Regions from separate parts of the Canis lupus genome. Here region 1 is linked to region 2. Evidence: chromatin contacts called from public Hi-C data. All regions are on one chromosome and are shown on one strand. The core of a region is the stretch at or near the end of the contact, and the rest is flanking DNA. Distances in the headings are between cores, read along the strand shown.

Evidence for each region. A called contact is a pair of places that touch in the nucleus more often than the background predicts.
Region 1: a Hi-C map of skin fibroblasts shows a contact between it and region 2, with 2.0 times the contacts expected there. The contact joins two enhancer-like sites. A contact is called at or near these places in 2 of 9 Hi-C or Micro-C datasets (blood and skin fibroblasts).

What each region holds. Positions count from the first base shown.
Region 1 is chrX:34,854,964-34,859,997 of UU_Cfam_GSD_1.0, reverse strand. All of the region lies in intron 1 of BCOR (BCL-6 corepressor), which reads left to right. Among named protein-coding and RNA genes, the nearest start is that of BCOR, 21 kb to the left of the region's middle. Within about 2 kb of position 3,762, at least 3 of the 20 cell types and tissues checked have an H3K27ac peak or open chromatin away from gene starts, as enhancers often do.
Region 2 is chrX:34,814,091-34,818,813 of UU_Cfam_GSD_1.0, reverse strand. The region is part of intron 1 of BCOR (BCL-6 corepressor); the gene reads left to right. Among named protein-coding and RNA genes, the nearest start is that of BCOR, 62 kb to the left of the region's middle. Within about 2 kb of position 2,578, at least 6 of the 20 cell types and tissues checked have an H3K27ac peak or open chromatin away from gene starts, as enhancers often do.

The DNA of each region.
Region 1 (5,034 bases), core at 2,513-5,012, 40 kb before region 2:
GGGCTAAGATGGCGGCCGACGAGCATCCGCGCGGGCCCCGGGCGCCCGGGGTGGCGGGGGAGGCAGGCAGCGCCCCCCGCGGGAGCCGGCGCGGGTGGCTGTGTCTCCCGGGGGACCGCTCCTCCTCGACCCGCAGGGACCCCCGAGGACCCAGTCCTGCGACTTCCCCAGACAGGCACCCTGCCAGGCGCTCTACCTGGACGGGCCCTAAAGGGACATTTTATCAACCAACTCTCCCAGACTCGGGTTCCGAAGGGGTAGGGCCAGGCCTTGGCTGAAATAAGGACTGTGAGGGTGGCAGCCGGAGTACGCACGGTGGACGAAGGGCCAGCGGGTACCACTGGGTGCGGGCCTCACCCTCACCCCCGAGCCTTTTCCTCTCGCCTCGGCAGCTCGGCCAGTAAGCCCCGGAACACCTTTGGTGCACAGTTACGCAATGCCAGTGACCACAGGGAGGGGGTCATGCCCGGCGAAGACACAGGGCCCAGGGCTCTTGAAATCAGAATTCTCTTGGAAAATCTGGCACATCCGGTTGTGAAATCCGTAATATTACCTAGTAAAGGCTATAGGACGTGGGCCGCTGGTCACATTGGCTCTGACATCGGTATGCGCACAGTGTAGGCTGCCTTCTTCCTAGGACACTCCAAAACCTGAGGTCCAATTTACCAGAAATGGCATTGATGAATGCGGTGCATTCTGAGTGATCTTGCCTCCGGCTCAGGTTGGGAGGTCAGAAGCCGCCTCTCCCCGCCCCGGGAGGGAGCAGCTGATGCAGGTAGAATCACAATGGTAGGAACAGAGATGTACCTGGAAAAGCTGGCCATTGTCCTCTGTAAACTTCCAGGCCGGCACCTCCCATGAGTTCAAGCTTCCATCCAAAGTTTGCCTGTGGTTTATCGGCTGAGTGTGAGAGGCTGAATCTGAACTTGTTTTGTTTTGGTGAAATAAACTTGTTCTGCATAAGGTTTGCACAGGCTTGTTACTCTTATGGAGAACACTTCCTCCACCCACCTAAGCAACAGCTACACCAGCCTTTCCAGCCTTCTGCAGCCCCTCTTTTAATTACCTCTCTCTTGCCCCAGTTTGGGCAGCTCCCAGTGCTTTGTTCATGGGCAGCAATAAACCCAAGATTGGACCTAACCTTCCGTCTAGTGGACCTGGAGCCTCGAGGGCTGTCCTGGCTCTCCCCAACTGATGAGGTCCAAGGACGCCGCTGGTTGTGTTGATGCGTTGTCTCCCCTCTGTGCACTTGTTGGTATTCAGACACAATGCTTTACCAAAAAATAAATCATATGCAAGAAAAAGTTCAAAGCGGCCCTTTGAAGCCAGGCCTCCAGGAGCTGGGAGTCAATACTGCCAGGGAGCCATCCCTTTGCTTTGGAAACCGCAGCCAGCGCCAACGGGTTACCGCTGACCACGTGCCCACAGAATTCCTCTGGTAACACCAGCTCCGATGGCCAGGGCGCACTCACCTCCAGCCCTGTCCAGCCCCATGCCCCTCCTGGGAGGCGCAGTAACCATAAAAGGCACGACAGGCGGCCCACCGAGCAGGTTTGGTGACGACTCCCAGGAGACCGCCGCCTGGAGCGGCAGGCCCCATCTGCAGTGCAGCTGAACGAGTTAAGCTGCCCCAAGTGTGAGCGGCCTGGGGTGGGGCCTGGATGAGAAAGAACCAGCGGCAGCGCCCGGCAGCCTGGGTCTCAGGATCCCGCAGTTACAGAACTGGGTGAACCTGACTCTTCTTTCGAACGGCTGTGTGAGAGGCCTGGAAGACCCCCCGTGAGGGGTTGGGGAGGTGGCCTCAGAGCCCAGTGTGAAGCTGTGAAGCTGCGCTGGGGACCTTGGCGTCTCAGGGGGGTCGCGCCCTAGAGGTCTCCCTTGGCATCTAAGGCGCTTCTGCGCCCTACCAGCAGTGAGGAAGTGCAGCATCCCACCCTCGGGCTCCTGCGGCCCAGATGAGCCCACTGAGCCGGCAGGCAAAGGAGGCACTGCTCTCGGTACAGCTCCACGTGCGCTGAGGTTACTCGCCATCTCCGGGCCAGTCAGGACCTCGCGGTGCCACCCCTGCCCTCTGCCATCCATCACCTGCCAGAACCTAGGCTGCGGGCACCAGGGCCCTGGAACCGCCAGACTCAGCCCGATGCGACCCCGCCTCAGCCTCACAAAGGCCGCATGCGGCTGGGGCAGACGAGGAACGGCCACGACTCTCAGATCTTTAATTACGCCCCTACCCTTCCCCCCACCCCATCGTCGGCTTCCAGCCCTTTAATCAATTTCACGATATTAAATATTAATTTCCCGCCAGCCAGGCTTTCTCGGAGGAGGGGGAAGGGACCGGCAGGGCAGTTCCGAGGACGGGATGGCTTTGTAGGGTGTGACCCAGGTGGTAGGGCACCGAGGATGCAAGGGCTCCTTAAGTGACCTGCGCCAGGAACTCGGTCTGCGCTTTGCGGCGGGGGAACTTGGAGAGTTCTGCAGGCCTCGGAGAGGGGCGGCTAGGTGCGCCGGCAATCCCAATGCGCTGGGCGACCGCTTCCTGCTCCGCAGCCCCCCCCCCCCGCCCCCAGCCCCAAGTCAGCCTCACGCGGGCCCGCGGCGCGCAGCGATGATGGATCGCGCCTGGCGGGGGTGATTTGGTGTTGATCGCACATTATCACTGGCAGGTTGGACTGGTTGCTGATGGACGACTTCTAGCGGCGGCAGCAGCAGCGTCTTCAGACACGGTGCGGGGACTCGCTTGCTCTGCGAGGGTCTCTCTTTCCCCTGCCCCCACAACCGTCCCTCGCCCACTTGCCGGCGTCAGGAGGACTTGAGAGTCCGAGCGGGGTCCTGCCGCACCCAAGGCCGCCGGCCCTCGTCCGGGTCCTGGTGTGGGCCGCAGGCCGGGCGAGGAGGGGAGCCAGGACGCCTCTCCCGCTTCCTCCCATTCCTCCTTCCCTTGCCGCCTGCCCACCCACTCCCCATTCTTTCCTGCTTCCCCATCGAAATCGGGAGGGCCTGGGTCACCCGCCGGTTGGTTTCCCAACGCGGGTGCAGGCCGCGGGGGGGGGAGACACCCCCCCCCCGCCCTGCGGCCTCCGCCCCTCGCTCTCGGGGCTCGCTGCACCGCGACGCTGCGGTGCGCCCCTCCTCGCCTCTTTTTCTAAAGTGCCTGCAGATACAAAAGCGGTTTCGTAATGCCTTCCGTCTGCGAGAGCCGGAGGACCTTGGCTGACCTTTCGGAAACTGATTGCAACTGCCTGTTAACAGCCCGTACTGACCGCACCGAGCAGAGCGGAGGACAATCATTTAAGTGACAGACGGCGAGGTGGCCTCGGCTCAGTCGAGCGGCCTGGTTAAGCCCGCCCCACCCCTCCCCCCCAAGTGCCCCCCCCAAGCCCCGGGCGCACTGCGGGCTGTGGCGGGCGCCCGGGCGGGCGGGGAGGGCGCGCCGCGCGCGCGCGGTGTGTGTGTGTGTGTGTGTGTGTGTGCGCGCGCGCGCGCGCCCGCCCGCCCGCGATCACCGGTTGACGGGTTAACCCTTCGCCGAGCTGCCGGCCCCTTTGAGGCCGGACGCTGTCGGCTTAATCTGCCATCTGCAAAAGAGGAATAAAAGGGCCGCCTCCGCCGACTTTCCCTAATGGATAAACTGTCTCCCCTCAGCGTGACCGGGGCTGCGTCCCCGCTGCTGCCGGGGAAAGATCCCGACCCTCAGCTCTTCCGGCACGTCCCTGGGTCCCCTCCCTGCGCCCCCTCCCTTCCCCGCACAGAAAGACGCCAAGACAGGAACAGCACAGGGACAGCGCGAGGGGTCCAAAGGCTCCGAGAGACTCGCGGTGCAGTGGACGTGGGTGTTCCCGGTGTTTTCTGTTTTGGAAACTGGAGAAAGGTGGGGACGGGGGGTGGGCCCGCACTGGGAAGGCGAGGTGGGGGAGGGGAAGCTGGTGACAGGGCACCTCGGGCTGCGCTCGCTCCCTCTCTCGGGAGAGATCGCCAGCTGCTCTCCAACAGGCAGCGCCCTGAAATCTATTTAAAGAGAGGGAAAGGGGAGGAGAACAAAGGGGGAGGAGGGGGGCGGTGAGCGGAGCCTGGGCGAGAGCGAGCGAGCAGGGAGGATCCGCCGCTCCGCGGGCACATCAAGCGCTCACATCTGTACACTCCGCGATCGATGGGGAGAATGGATAATATTTGTCAGCTGCAGACCTTTCTCTTCCCGGTTCCCGGGGAGGGGAGGGGGCGAGGGAGGGGGAGGGGCGGGGAGACCAGGCGAGAGAGGCCGCCTCAAGGACAGCGCGCTTCCCGCTGCAGCCACACGGAAACCTAGAGCCATGAAAGCCCGGGGATTTTTCTCTTATTATCATTATTAATTATTTTTTATTATTCCACAGCAGCCAGCGAACGCTCGGCGGCGCCCCTCCCCCGCTCGCCTGCCGGCTCCCTTTGTTGATTCTCAGCTGCGAGCGCGGCGGGCCCGAGCCGCCGCCGCCGCCGCCGCCCGCCGCCGCCGCCGAGCACGATCTGCTCTTGCGCCCTCGGTCGCAGCTGCGGCCCAGGAAGCCGGGGCTGCGTCCCCGCCCCCCACCCCCCACGGCGCGGCAGCCCCCGCAACCCCCCCCCCGCCGCCCGCCACGAGGCCAGCCCAGCCTCTTCGCCGCTTCTCGCTGCGGCTCCGCGTCCCCAACGCCGAGCAGAGGCGCTGGCTGCTGCCGCCCCGAGCCTCCGGCTGCGCGGGGGCCTTCGCCACCCCTCACCCCCCGGCGGCTGCACTCTGATGCCGCCGTCCCCACACATGTTCTTCATTTCGCACACTCGCGGCGTGCTTCCTCTCGGCTCCTCTCCTCGGGGCTTTTCGGAGCGAGGAGGGAGGTTTAGAGGAAGTTAGAAACCCAGAGAGCCCAGGGGAAAGGGGGAAAACCCTCGCTCTCAGTCTGAGCTTCCCAGGCGGAGGGGAGCGCCCCGCGGGGTGGGGGGCAGGGCCTGGTTGCCCTCCCCTTCCTTAGATGCGGGAAGGTGAAGTGAAGGGTGGTGGCCGGAGGACAGGGAGCTGGAGAGTGA
Region 2 (4,723 bases), core at 1,329-3,828:
CACAGACACATCAATAAGGATTTCGCCTCCCGCGTTCGAACGCACTGAAACACTTGTCCTATTTTTATGCAAATGACACCACACAAATAGATCTCGCAGGCCCGGGAGTGGGGCGAGAGGAGGAGGGGCGCCGCCGCCCCTGCCTGGGGGCTGTGAAGGGGGAGGGAGTCCCAACCCGCACCCTGGGGCCCACGCCGGCTCGGGAGCAGCGGGGCTGGTACTGGCCAGGCGGCCCGCCCCGCGCGGTGGCTCCCTGCCAGCGCCGCCAAGTCGGCCGCGTCCCCAGGCTGCCTGCAGAGGCGGATTAGGGAAGGAGTGAAGCGAGCCTGTGACTAATCGCGGGGCCTCGGACCGGAGCACCAAGGCCATGTGCGACTGACAGGATCGACACTAGCAGAGGACACGGCGACGCCTCGCTTAATTGCAGGCTTAAAAAATTGCCGCCTGAGCAGCTCCGGTGCGGAGAGCCAAGGCGTGCGCGCTGGGCTGGGGAGCACGCCAGGGGGGACCTGCGCTCTTGCCCAGGGGAGGGAGGTCTGGCGTTTCCTGGATCCAGGGACCCGGCCCAACCGTCCACGACTCTGCAGGGTCGCCCCACCCTTCAAGCGGGCCATGTGGCGGAGTCGGCCAGTAGAGTAAGATCCAGTTCCCAGGTCTAGGTTCCTGACCCTTACCCCCTGTGGAGCCCCCGCTTATCCCCCCTCCTTCTCGCCCTAGATCCTATAAAGGAGCCTGTACAGTTGGGGGTGAGAGATTCCAACAAACCCTTAATAGAAAAGCCACACACAAACCACTTTCTTCTCTTCCCTCCCCTTCCTTTTCCACCAGCTGATACAAAGCCCCGAATGACCAAAGGGAGGGAGAGAGGACAGTCAGGGCTGCAAGGATCGAGGTTACCGCGTGCCCCAAGACTCGGAGCTCACAGGCACGCACCCTAGGCTCTTCACCCCTGGTCACAGCCCCTCTGGCCCAGATCTCCTTCCTGGAGCGCCGAGGCCTCTCGGGGGAAAAGGGGGAAGCGTCGGCAGGCCGGCTGGCCTGTGTGTGTGAGGGGAGGGGGGAGGGGGGAAGGCGGGGTGGCGGGGAACCCAGCGAGAGAAGTTTCCACCACGCTCTGGTCGGCTGCTGCCAAAATCCCCGGGCCCCTCCCCGCCCGCACCGCCTTCCGTTGCCACCACAAGTTTGGTTTAACGAGAGCTCGGGACAAAAGCAAACGTTTTCTATAGACCTGGAAAACAAAGGGGAAAGAGACGCGCGGGGCCGCCGAGAAGCGGCTGCTAGCGTAATGGTGCCGGGCCGACAGCAGAGCATTAGAACTGCAAAAGCCGCGCGGGCGGGAGGAAGTGCGAGGCGGGAGGCGGGAGCGCGGGGAGGGCGGGCGGGGGAGGGGCGCTGCGCCATGTTTCCGTGTCACCCGCCGAGTCGCCGGCGCTGGGCTCGGCCGCCGGCTCCCGCCTGCCTCCGTAACAGCAGAAAGCGTGCGATTAGCAGCCAGACAGGCGGGGACTCCGGGCCCGCGGGGCCGCCGCACACGCCGCCCGCGGCCCGGGCCTGCGCCCCCCCGCCCGCCGGGTAATCATCCTCCTCGCTGCAGCGCTGTGTGCACTCTCATTAGAGCAGGGAGGCTTTTCTCTGCGCACTCGCTCGGCCCCCGCTGGCAAAACAACGCCTTCCCCGGCCGGGCCCTGGGCCAGGAGCCCGGGGAGGGCGGAACGGGGGAGGGGGGGTGAGGCAGGGCAAGCAGCGCGGGTCATCTGGGCCGCCCGATCTCCTCGGGGCACGGAGAAGATGCGGAGGGTCCATCCACCCTCCCCACGCGGAGTGGCAAAGTCTGAACCCCATACCAGTCCCTTCGGGGCGGGGGGGGGGAGTGGTGGAGGAGGTGCCAGTGCCGCCATGACCTACTCTCGTCCCCCGCCGAAGGCTAGAGTCCGGGCCGAGGGGAGATGAGTGTGTCTGGTTTGGAGAGCGGGGGCGGACACCGGGAAGGCTCCCAAAACAGGTCTTGCCCCATCTGTTTCGCGAACGACCTCTTAAGGACAGAAGTCGGATCCCAGGGGTGGCGGCCCTTCGATCCCCCAGGAGCCCCGAGTCCCCAGGCTTCGAGCTTGGTCGCACAGAAGGGGTGGGAGATGGGGGCGGCCGAGACGCGGCTGCGCCTGGCCCAGAGCTTCGGAGCCCCGTGTTCTCCGCGATCTCTGCACACAACAGTAGGCAGCCTCTCCCGGCACCACGCGCCCAGCTGCAGGGCCCCGGGAGCAGGTGTTCCTGCCCGGCCGGAGTGGCGGCTCCGTGCCCCTCCCGTCCCAGCTGCGAGGCTGGGACTGGGGGCGGGGCGGGGTGGGGGGTGGCTCTTACGGCGGCCACCGAAGGAGGTCTCACTGGACCGCGAGAAGGGTCCTCCGGGCTTAATTGGGGATGTCCCGGGGCGAGGGAGGCCGCCTGGGGCCAGGAGGGATGTTGGGTGACGCGCGGCCAGCCCTCGTCTGGAACAACCCTGGGGGCCAGCAGAGGCCGCTCGGGGCGGCGCAAGGGCTTCCGGTCCCGGTGACTGCGGCGGCGGCAGCGGCGGCGGCGGCGGCGGCGGGGCGGCTGGGAAGTTCCCGGGGCGGCCGCGAGGAGCACCCTCCCCTGGCTGCAGCCTCCGCGCAGCTTTCGGAGCAGCGCCCTAGCAGCCTCCTGGCATCTGGCAGCCCCGCTCCCTGTCGGGAGCGGGGACGGGGGCTGCGGAGTGGTCCCGGCCCAGCCCCCAGCGCGGAGGGGGAGGCGGGGGCCGGGGACCCCGCGGGAGCTGCGGCGCGCCTCCCTGCCCCCTCTCCTCGCCGCCGCCGCCGCCGCCGCCGCCGCTGATATGGCGGGCACGTGAAGCGCAGCTCGGCGCCTCGGCGCCAGCTAGGGAGCGGCCTGCCCCGGCGGCTCAGCTTACCCGCGGGCCCAGGAACGCGGAACCGAGCCCGGTCGGGTCCCGCAGAGCCCGCGCCCCCGCCCCGGTCCCGGCTCGCTGCGGCCCCGCACCCCTCCCCGCCCGCGCCCGGCCTTGGGGCCGCGCCAGACGGCTCGCCCGAGGGGAACTCAGGCTGACTAATGGGACGCGTGTAGGCCTTACGTGAGGCCCGGCTGTCAGCGGATGCCCGCTCAGCTCGGCGCCTACGCCGCGGCCAGGCTTTTCGGGGAAGGGCGAGAGGAGGGGTTTCCCCGCTCGGCGGTTTCGGCTCCCCGGGGGACAATCCGGCCGCGGCCGGCCCCGGGCTTTAGGTCGCGCAGCCTGGCCCGGAGGGGGCAGACTCCGTGTGCATCCAGCGCCGAGGCGCGAACCCGGGATGGGGGGTGAAGTGGCTGGAGCCTTGGAGCTCTAAGCCGGAGGTGGGCACGGAGGCTCAGCCACTCGGCCTGGGGCGCCCGCCCTGATGTTGGCGATCTGGAGCCCGTGCCCTGGATGGGGAGAGGGGCAGTTTACAGGCCACCCCCCCCCCCCGGGCTTGGAGTTCAATACCGAAACCTCCCTAAACAAATACGAAATCTTCCGAAAACCCCTTTTTAATATATTTGTGCGGGAGGGTGGGTGGGGAGGATTTTTATCAAACTCCCAGAGAGTGCGGTGGGGCTGAGAGTTCTCGGGTTCTGGGGTGCATGATACCTTTTCCTTCCTTTACAGGGGCCTGCAAAAACCAGCAGAGTTTCTTATTATTTCGCATTAACAACCACGTAGTGTTGACATAGTTATATGACCCTCCCAAATATAACTAGCTGTTTAGTTTCAACACGCGAACGCGATGGAGAAACACAAACACTGGTCAGCAACTAAGAGAAGAAAACCCGGCTGCAAGCTTGGGGTTGGATGCAGGATAAATCCAACTCACGCATCCTTGGTTTTATTCAACCTAATTACACTAGTAATCCTGCCCCCCCTCACGAGAAAGCCTGAAACCCTGTAGTCAAGGTGCGACTTTTCCTGGGGAGCCCCACGGATCAAGAAGGGGTTGCTGGTGTAGAGGAGGTGGGTTTTAAATGTCACTTCCAAATGAAAATGCTTTCCCTCGGCCTTTTTCTTTCTTGCCTTTTTTTTTTTTTTGATGCAGTTTTCGAAAGGAGCATTTTTGCGAGATAAGAAGTGACCGATCAAAATCGCTGAGGGGAGGTTGTAAGCAGCCGCTTTGCCCCAGCTTAGCGTTATCTTATCTTTCACACTTGCATGGCGGAAAAAAAATTGGCTTATCTTTATCCCCACCCCCTTCTCGCCTTAATTGCTAAAAAACACTGGTGTGTTAAACGGGGAGGAAGGAGGTCTCTGGATTGTCAGTGGAAAAGGAAGATTCAAAATGTGGGCGCTTGGGAGGGGGGACAAGGGTGACAGGATTTATTCTTTCTCCCAAGCCTTTCTAGTACTACGAAGAGGGTCCAGTCTGGGATGGAAGGCTTCGATGGCCAGATTAAAAAAAAAAAAATTCTGGGGATGGCCTTGGGCTTGTGGCTTTCCCTAGGCCTTGCTTTCTTGGTGCTGCGTTTACCAATTTCTCCTTCCCTTCTTGTCTCAAAAGCCGGCGGTGGGTCTTGGGTTGAGGCCTCTCACTCTGCCTTCATTCCTCCTCCCCATATACATCCCCCTTTTGGGGAGGGGGATGCAAGACTGGGATGCACGGCCTGCTGGAAATCATTAAAATATATGCGAGTGTCTGCAAACACACACTTTTAAATCATGGCGTTTCCCCTCCACGCTGGTATA